Linked DNA regions of Mus musculus: region 2 is linked to region 1. Evidence: chromatin contacts called from public Hi-C data. All regions are on one chromosome and are shown on one strand. The core of a region is the stretch at or near the end of the contact, and the rest is flanking DNA. Distances in the headings are between cores, read along the strand shown. Region 1 holds the start of Ccdc88a (coiled coil domain containing 88A). Region 2 overlaps Eml6 (echinoderm microtubule associated protein like 6).

The links. A called contact is a pair of places that touch in the nucleus more often than the background predicts.
Region 2: a Hi-C map of the N1E-115 cell line shows a contact between it and region 1, with 4 times the contacts expected there. The contact joins the enhancer-like site here to the promoter of Ccdc88a in region 1. A contact is called at or near these places in 3 of 484 Hi-C or Micro-C datasets (the N1E-115 cell line, embryonic stem cells and uterus), 1 of 115 datasets of contacts at active chromatin or transcription factors (microglia) and 2 of 9 other capture datasets (adipose tissue and macrophages).

The regions. Positions count from the first base shown.
Region 1 is chr11:29,370,940-29,374,918 of GRCm38.p6, forward strand. It overlaps Ccdc88a (coiled coil domain containing 88A), which reads left to right and starts at 2,719. Exons shown (of 31, transcript NM_001363368.1): 1 at 2,719-3,471; 2 at 3,568-3,668. The coding sequence starts at 3,409.
Region 2 is chr11:29,877,599-29,881,436 of GRCm38.p6, forward strand. Eml6 (echinoderm microtubule associated protein like 6) reads right to left here. Exons shown (of 42, transcript NM_146016.2): 7 at 3,049-3,184. Among named protein-coding and RNA genes, the nearest start is that of Gm22588, 30 kb to the left of the region's middle. Within about 2 kb of position 2,238, at least 55 of the 459 cell types and tissues checked have an H3K27ac peak or open chromatin away from gene starts, as enhancers often do. A contact at or near this core is called in the N1E-115 cell line, where this site is marked.

The sequences.
Region 1 (3,979 bases), core at 1,469-3,968:
AAAGGAGTTTAGAAAACTTTTGGATTTCATCTTACAGGACATTGCAATGCAAAGACTATTAAATGGTGCATAATGCACAATCTGTCTTTTGCCAGACAGAGAAGTTTCCTGATTGCACTCTTGAGATATTATAAAACATTTCTAAGGCTGCTGTTAAACTAGAGAATTATAAATTGGTAGGTTTTCAAATAAGTTCCTGCAGACCTCAGTCTGGTCTAAAGTTTCCTGTTTTTACAATTAACTCCTCATGTTTCTTTCTTTCTTTCTTTCTTTCTTTCTTTCTTTCTTTCTTTCTTTCTTTCTTTCTTTCTTTCTTTCTCTCTCTCTCTCTCTCTCTCTCTCTCTCTCTCTCTCTCTCTTTCTTTAGTGTGTGTGTGTGTGTGTGTGTAAGCATCTGGGCTATCTGGTTCCAGAGGGGAATCCAGTTTTCTGTGAGGGATGGTTTGAGTACTAAACGTAAACTGGATAAATAATGATAAGTTAATGTAATGTTCCTGTATTAACCCTTCAGTCAACACTGTCCAGAATGTCTTTTGCCTGATGTGCTTGGTATTAGTTCTTTATGGGTTTTCACTTTTAAGGGAAATAAATCCATTTGTCTTACAACAACCTTAACATAGTTATGGGTACTTTCATGTTGTCAGATTTCTGAGAGATTACAAAGAAAAGGAAAAATGTCAGGTATTGGAGCTCCTAAAAGCCATGCTTTCATATGGGCGTCACCTCTCCCTCTATACCCCACTTGCTAATCAAAGAACTGTGATTAAGGAAGAGTCAGCAAGAGCAAAAGAAAAAGACTGTTTATAACCAGGATGACTCAGGATTTCTGCATAGGCCAGGAAAATTCGAGGCTATGCTCTGTACTACATGGATTCAGTATAATCCGAAGTATGATGATTTTAGAAGGCCTTTCGTTTGCAGATACTCCAGAAGCAAGGCATTTTTTTTTTCTCCTGCAACTGAACTCAAGTAGAGGCTGTAGTGTTCCAAGTTGTTTATAAAGATTAGAATTCCGGGGAATAATGACCACAATGCTACTGCTTGCAGTAGCAGATCATTTGCAATGAACTGCCATCTCATGGGTCTTTATTGTTTTTTCTTGCTTTACATGGGAAGAGAGGGGCTCAGTAATGTGTCTAGGTTCACACAGCTAGTGAGTCTTGCTATCAGAAATCCTGAAGGTTCGTGCCCCACGTTGGACGCAAACAAACTTTTGCTGGGCGTGGTGGTGCACATCTTAAATCCCAGCACTTGGAAGGCAGAGGAAGAGGCAGGCAGATTTCTGAGTTCGAGGCCAGCCTGGTCTACAAGTAAGTTCCAGGACAGCTACACAGAGAAACCTTGTCTTGAAAACAAGCAAACAGACAAACAAACAAACAAAAGAAATCCTGAAGAAATTGTGGTGTTTAATTTAGTATATGATAAAACATGTTTACTGTTACCTTAAATTATGAGAGATGGAGAGATGACTCAGTGGTTATGAGCTCTGGTTGCTGGTGCAGAGGACCAGGGTTTGATTCCTGGCATCCAGTGGCTCATGGCTGCCTCTAACCTCTGTTCCAGGGAACCTAGTGCCCTCTTCTGACCTCCACAGGAACCAGGCACATAAGTGGGGAAGAAACATACATCCAAGGCAAAAATTCATACAATCAATGAAAAATAAAACATACAAAAATAGATATCATTAAACATATGAGTAGTCAAAGAGGATAGGTACTTGTAAGCACTGTGCAAACATAAAATGCATTGTAATATCACAATACCATATTGTGTTTGGAAAAAGATGTTTTCTATTCCATCTTATCCTGGACATGCTATGGGTATGAGGAAGAATAACATTTAATTTGCTGTGGAACTGTCATATTTTGATGGGCCCTCTAGTACATAAGATAAATGATTTTTAACAAATGTTTGTCACACAACTTGGATGATTTCTAAATATTTTCTCTTGTGGCTCTCAATTTGGATTTTTTTTCCCAGTGACCAAGAAGTCAAAAAATAATGCCTGCATCATGGAAACTCCAGTCAGGAAATCCCATGTTGAAAGGCAGCTTTGGTTATTCTCGACTCTTATAAATATTTCATATATATATAATATATAAATTATATAAATATATATTATATCTATAAATATTTCATATATATATGAAAAGACGGGAAAACAAAAACAACCTCCATCCCCCCAAGATGTGCTTTTGCTTCTTGCTGCAGCTTTCCTAGGCCTTTTAGGGGGCGAGAAAGCATGTTTAACAGAGCAAATCAAAGTGTCCGAAAGAGGATGTCTGCACCCCTCGTGTTTAAAAAAAAGATGGGTTTCGTTCCTTTTCCTTCACACATGAAAGAAGGCGCTCCAGGAGGAAAGAAACCATAATTAGACATGAGCGAGCAAGCAGACAGACCCGGTTCCTCAGTCTTGCCCGGTTCCTCAGTCTCGCCCCCTACACCCTGGCATCCGTCCGGGGCGCGGACTCGACGCGGGCCCCCGCCGCAGCTGCATCGTCCGCGCGTCCACGCTCCGCCAGAATCTGGGCGGCGGCGGGCCGGCCGGGGGCGCGCTCACGCGGGAGCGCGCTCTTGCAGCGGTTTTCTTCTCCCACAATCCAGAGGTAGAGGCGCGGGAGGGCGGGGAGTCGGCGGAAGGATACTGGCGCGGAGGGAGTGGCGCGCTCGCCCGCCAGGCCGGCGGCGGGTGTGCTGCGGCACTGCGGTTCCGAGGCCGTTACCCTAGCTCCTCCAGAGGGCGGCGGAGGAGGCTGGAGCGCGGCAGCGGAGCGTCCGGGCGTCGCTGAGGCACACGGAGGCTGGCGGGGCTCCTGCAGCCGGACGGTCAGGGACACGCCTCGGTGCTCCGGACCCCGGCCAAGGCCAGGGCGCTGAAGCGAGCGCGAGGCCGCGGAGGGATGCTGAGCGCCTGGAGAGGGGCGAGCCGCGCCTGAGGCTGTGAGGTTGCGGGCAGACGCTCCCAGCTCTCGGCGCCCGTGCCCACTGGCGGCCGGAACGCCCAGAACCGCTCGCCCAGGTCCAGCCCGGCCCCCTCGGCCCCCACGTTGGGCTTGAGTTCTTGGCGGCCGCTGCGCTGGCCGGCTCCCCCCGGGAGCGGGGCAACCTTGACGGGCTTTTTGTCTCGTGCCCCGGCCGCTCTCCGCGTCCTCCTCCTCCAGATGCCTTTTTTCTGCCCCTCCTCACCGGGTGCAGACTGCCAGCATCGGCTGCGGCTCAGCGCGGGATTCGGGCTCGTTTCCCCGGGGGGGCTAAGGAGGGACAGCTCTTCCCCTTCTTCGATGGGATTTTCCTCTCCTGCCGGAATGAACTTTCATTGATTCCGTCTTCTACATTTACTGACCAATTCCCTGGGCGTATTTGTGGTACTTCCTCCCCCCGCCCCCTCCTGAATATATAATCTGTAAAATGGAGAACGAAATCTTCACTCCCCTTCTGGAGCAGTTCATGACCAGCCCCTTGGTCACTTGGGTAAGGAAGATGTCCTTTATGGTATATTTGGCCGTGTTATTTGTGGCTGCAGAGATGGAGGTGGGCGTTCACGTCGTGATAATCCTTCTGTTCTAGGTTAAAACGTTTGGACCTCTGGCTGCAGGAAATGGGACTAACCTGGATGAGTATGTGGCTTTAGTGGATGGGGTATTCTTGAACCAGGTCATGCTCCAAATGTAAGTGTCTTCTTCTTTCTTGGTAACTTATATTCTTTGAAACATTACATACTTTGAACTTAGATTTCACGACTTAATTTGGTTCTTTGGCCAGAAAAAAAAAAATCAGGTAGTTTAATTGGATCTTGGAAGGAGCGGTATTCTTATGTGCCTGCCCCATTTATCACAACCAAATAGTTATACCTGTTAAAATTGGTAAACTTTATCCGTGACTTTGCCAATTCTGTTTTGTCATTTATTGTCTTGACTGCTGAAATTCAAACTACATTGTGTCATCTTTGGTCATTTGGTAAAATGACGGAGATAGAGAA
Region 2 (3,838 bases), core at 988-3,487, 510 kb after region 1:
CACATAGAATCATCTTTGGTAAACTCATTCATTCACCATGGCAGTTATTCATCGCTATGAAGAAATGCATTGAATGCATATTGTGGCTTTGGTCTGAATGGGAAAAAGGTGTGCTATGAGGGCCGGCAGTCAGAGACAGGCCACTGATGTTCTATGACTCTTATCAATCTAAGACAGAGGCATGTGCCAAGAGGCTGTGTTTGTTCATAATAAACACTAAAAGGCTGTGTTTGTGTAAATAAACACAAGCAAGCTTCATGTGTCCTCTGGGATGGGTAAGAGAGAGTTAGAGACAACCCAAGCCAGGCACTGCAGCCAGCCTCCATAATTCCCAGGCAGGACCATGGAGCATAAGTAAATCTTATGCCCCAGTTCAGCTAATTTTTAATAAATAAAAAGGAAGAAACTGTGCCCTTCCCCAGCCTTGTGTGGGTGGGCTAAATCAGACCTTGTTTTCCCACAGTCAGCTAGCCCACCTAGGGTGGAGTCTTCAGACCTAGGTGAAGTCTATTGTCCTGCCAATTCTGCAGCTTCCTGCAAGAAGTCACTACCTGCTGAGAAGCTGAGCTTGTCTTCCAGAGAGATCCTGGCAAAGTGATGAGATTCTAGCCAAGTGGGGAATGGGTTCCCCCCTTTATACTCAGACTGAAGAATTAAAACATTAGGCCTTGATCAGAAACACTGTCTTGGTCGCATTCCTCTCCTGTCTGTCCTTCCCATATATCCCCAGCTTTCCTTTCAGGAACCCAGTTCTTCATGGCTGCTGGTGGATACAGACATTTAGTTAGTTATTTGTGTGTGTGTGTGCATATACATACATGCACATGCATAAATGCATATGTAGAATGCATATGAGGGTCAGATGTCAACTTACAGTAATCAGTTTTTTCTTCCTATCATGTGAGTTTCAGGGATTGAACTCAGGTCATCAGGATTGGCATCAAGTACTTTTTAAGGTTGAGCTATCTCACTGCTCCTGATTAATATCTTCAAACTTTAGACACAAAGTGAAAGACCAGGAAAAATTCAGACCCCCTAGCACCAAGAATGTAGGTTATCCAGTTCAGTGACCTTGTTCCAGGACCTGGCCGACCACAAAAGTTAGATTAAAGTCTTGAGAACAATCTTGAGAAGCAGGGAGTTTCCCCTTGTGATTTTTAGTACCCGCTTGTGATTCTTCACTCGTATTTTCCGCATTTTCCAATAATACCCTCCCTTCCCCCTTGGGTTGTGTTTCTTTCCTTTAAATATCCCCTTTCCCAGCTACTCAGGGTCGAACTCCTCTACCCCTGCGTGGGATACGAGTTGACCCCAGTGGGCTGGTTCCTGTCAATAAACCTTGTGCAATTGCAGCAAGGACGGTCTCTTGTGAGACCATCCTTCTTGGGGGGGTCGCGTCATCCTGAGACTTGAGTGAGGTTCTCCCCTCTTCGGGGGTCTTTCAAAAGTAGCAAGTATGGTGTTATAGAATTAGAACATGACCTTTAAAATGTTCTTGCTGAATGTTTAGAAAGTCTTTTTAATAAAATGGAAAATAAAATCAAAACCCCAGAAAAGAACCACAAAACATAGTTTCCATGCAAATGAGGTCAACAGTCATTGTCACCCAACAGCAAAAAGGGGGGGAGGGAATTCATGCATATCAAAAGTCCATCTGAAGATAAAGTCACTCCTATAGTTTTACATTCACATTGAGACCAAGGCAATCCTGATACTGTTTTGCCTGAATCTGTTCCTCTCAAATGTGCTTTACTTCCATGTTTGAAGCAGGGAGTAGGCAGAGCAGAAGGTTAAGATCTCTCTGCGTGTGGGACAGTGTGTAAGGATCTGCTGTCCCCTCTGTCTCCTCCTGTCTGTTCTGCTCCTCCACACCCTCCTTCTAGCCTTGCTTACCCTCACTCTGCAAACACTCAAGAGGGTGGGTGTCTGGAGTTATTTGGTTGAAAGATTTTGCTTTTTTTAAAATGTGACTCTTAGAAAACTAACTTGCTTCTACATATTTATATATTCTTCTGAATAAAGCTGCTTAAAACCACATGATATTATAGAGAATTTAAGGACCTTGACTTTGTCCTAATTGACAGAGTAAAGTAGGAACCAAATTCTACAACTTTCTAAGAAGCCCGGTGTTAGGTATCCACAACTCCCTAAGATAGAATCAGTGCAGTCTCCAGAAGAGCTGTGAGGCATTTTTTATAGTGAATGGCAGAAGGAAGGATGTAGCCTGTGGTGTGACATGAGTCACTATGTGAATGGCAGAAGGAAGAAGGTAGCTTGTGGTATAAGATGAATCACAACATCCAGCTCATTGCTCTGTTGCTAAATTTAAAAATAAAATTTGATTGGAAACAACACTGCTTAGGGAAGATAGCCTGAGGACATACGGTACATGTTTTCTTCTCTCTGCTCTCTGATGTCTACCCTAGCCACTTCAGTGCTACAAGTGGACACAGGTTTATTTTCAGAGGCTACACACTGTCACATTTATTGACTGTCTTGTCCAGAAATTCTTCATTTCATCACTGAAAATAATCCCATATTCTGGGAAACCGTTCAGCTTTTTCACTGTAATGTTATCATCTGTCTTTGCTACAGGATCACTGTAGCTTTATGCCAAGCAGGGGAAAAGCTATCTACTCATTTTCAACATACTTTGGAGCTTGTATTCAATATTTTTATGTAAACCCTTAAAGTCTTCATAGAACAAAGCAAATACTGTCAGGTAGAATATAAAATTTACATAATTAATTCTTTAAAAAACTTTCACTTTATAAGTGATATGTCTCATGCATGTGTGTGTACTATGTGTATACCTAATATACACAGAAGCAAGAAGGAGACACAAGGTCCCTGGAACTGGAATTACAGGCACTCATGAGGCGCCCTGTGGGTGGTGTGAACTGTATCCAGATCTTCTGTGAATGCTCCTAATAGCTGAGCTGTCTCTCTAGCCCTTATATTTACTTCTTTCTCTTAAACAGAAACACACAACTTGACATTGTACATAACCTTCTTAGAGCACATGGTAAGTACTAACACACATTTTACCTTTATATCCTTGTTCCGTCTCCCTGAGATCAATTTTGGTTATTGGTTTGAAATCAGTGTCCCATAATCGTATGCAACCATCTCGCCCACCAGTAGCAAAGCCTTCTTCACAAGCATACAGGCTGAAGATCCCAGCCTGTCAATTATAAGAGGTAGAATTCAATCCCACAGTCACAAATGTCATTGTTGCTGAATCTCCATGATTAAAAATAACAGAGCAAAACTAATTAAAGCAAATGCTGTTTTCTGTTGAAATCTGACAGCAGATCAACATACTTCATCTCAGCTGGATTGCAGTAATTACAGCCACCACCAGGAAGCAAAGCAATTCCAACACATCTAATTTGATAACATTGTTACCGCTACCACCCAAAATGTTAGTTATGAGTGCCTTAGTAAAAGCAGATACAGAATCACATTTCTATATGACAACTGAGTCTTCTGAAACAAAGACATTACAAAGGTGGCACACTTAAGTCATAAATTAACGAAGTAGAGACACAGACTAGGGGCATGGTGCCATACCATTTACAAGTATAGGGGTATCTGAGGCAGATCTCAGCTTTTCAGGATGGTGTCACTTTTGACAAACCAAAAACTACAAATAGCATCATGTCAGCATTGTGTACTATTGCATGACTCCCTTTTCATATTTAAAATACCTTGACCCTTATTTTACTTGATTTTTTAAAAGCTGTTATGTCACATTATGCTGACAGAGAGAAACTTATTGCTGAGGCAGCAGATCATTTAACGAATGAAGACAAATTCTGACCTCTTAATTATTTTA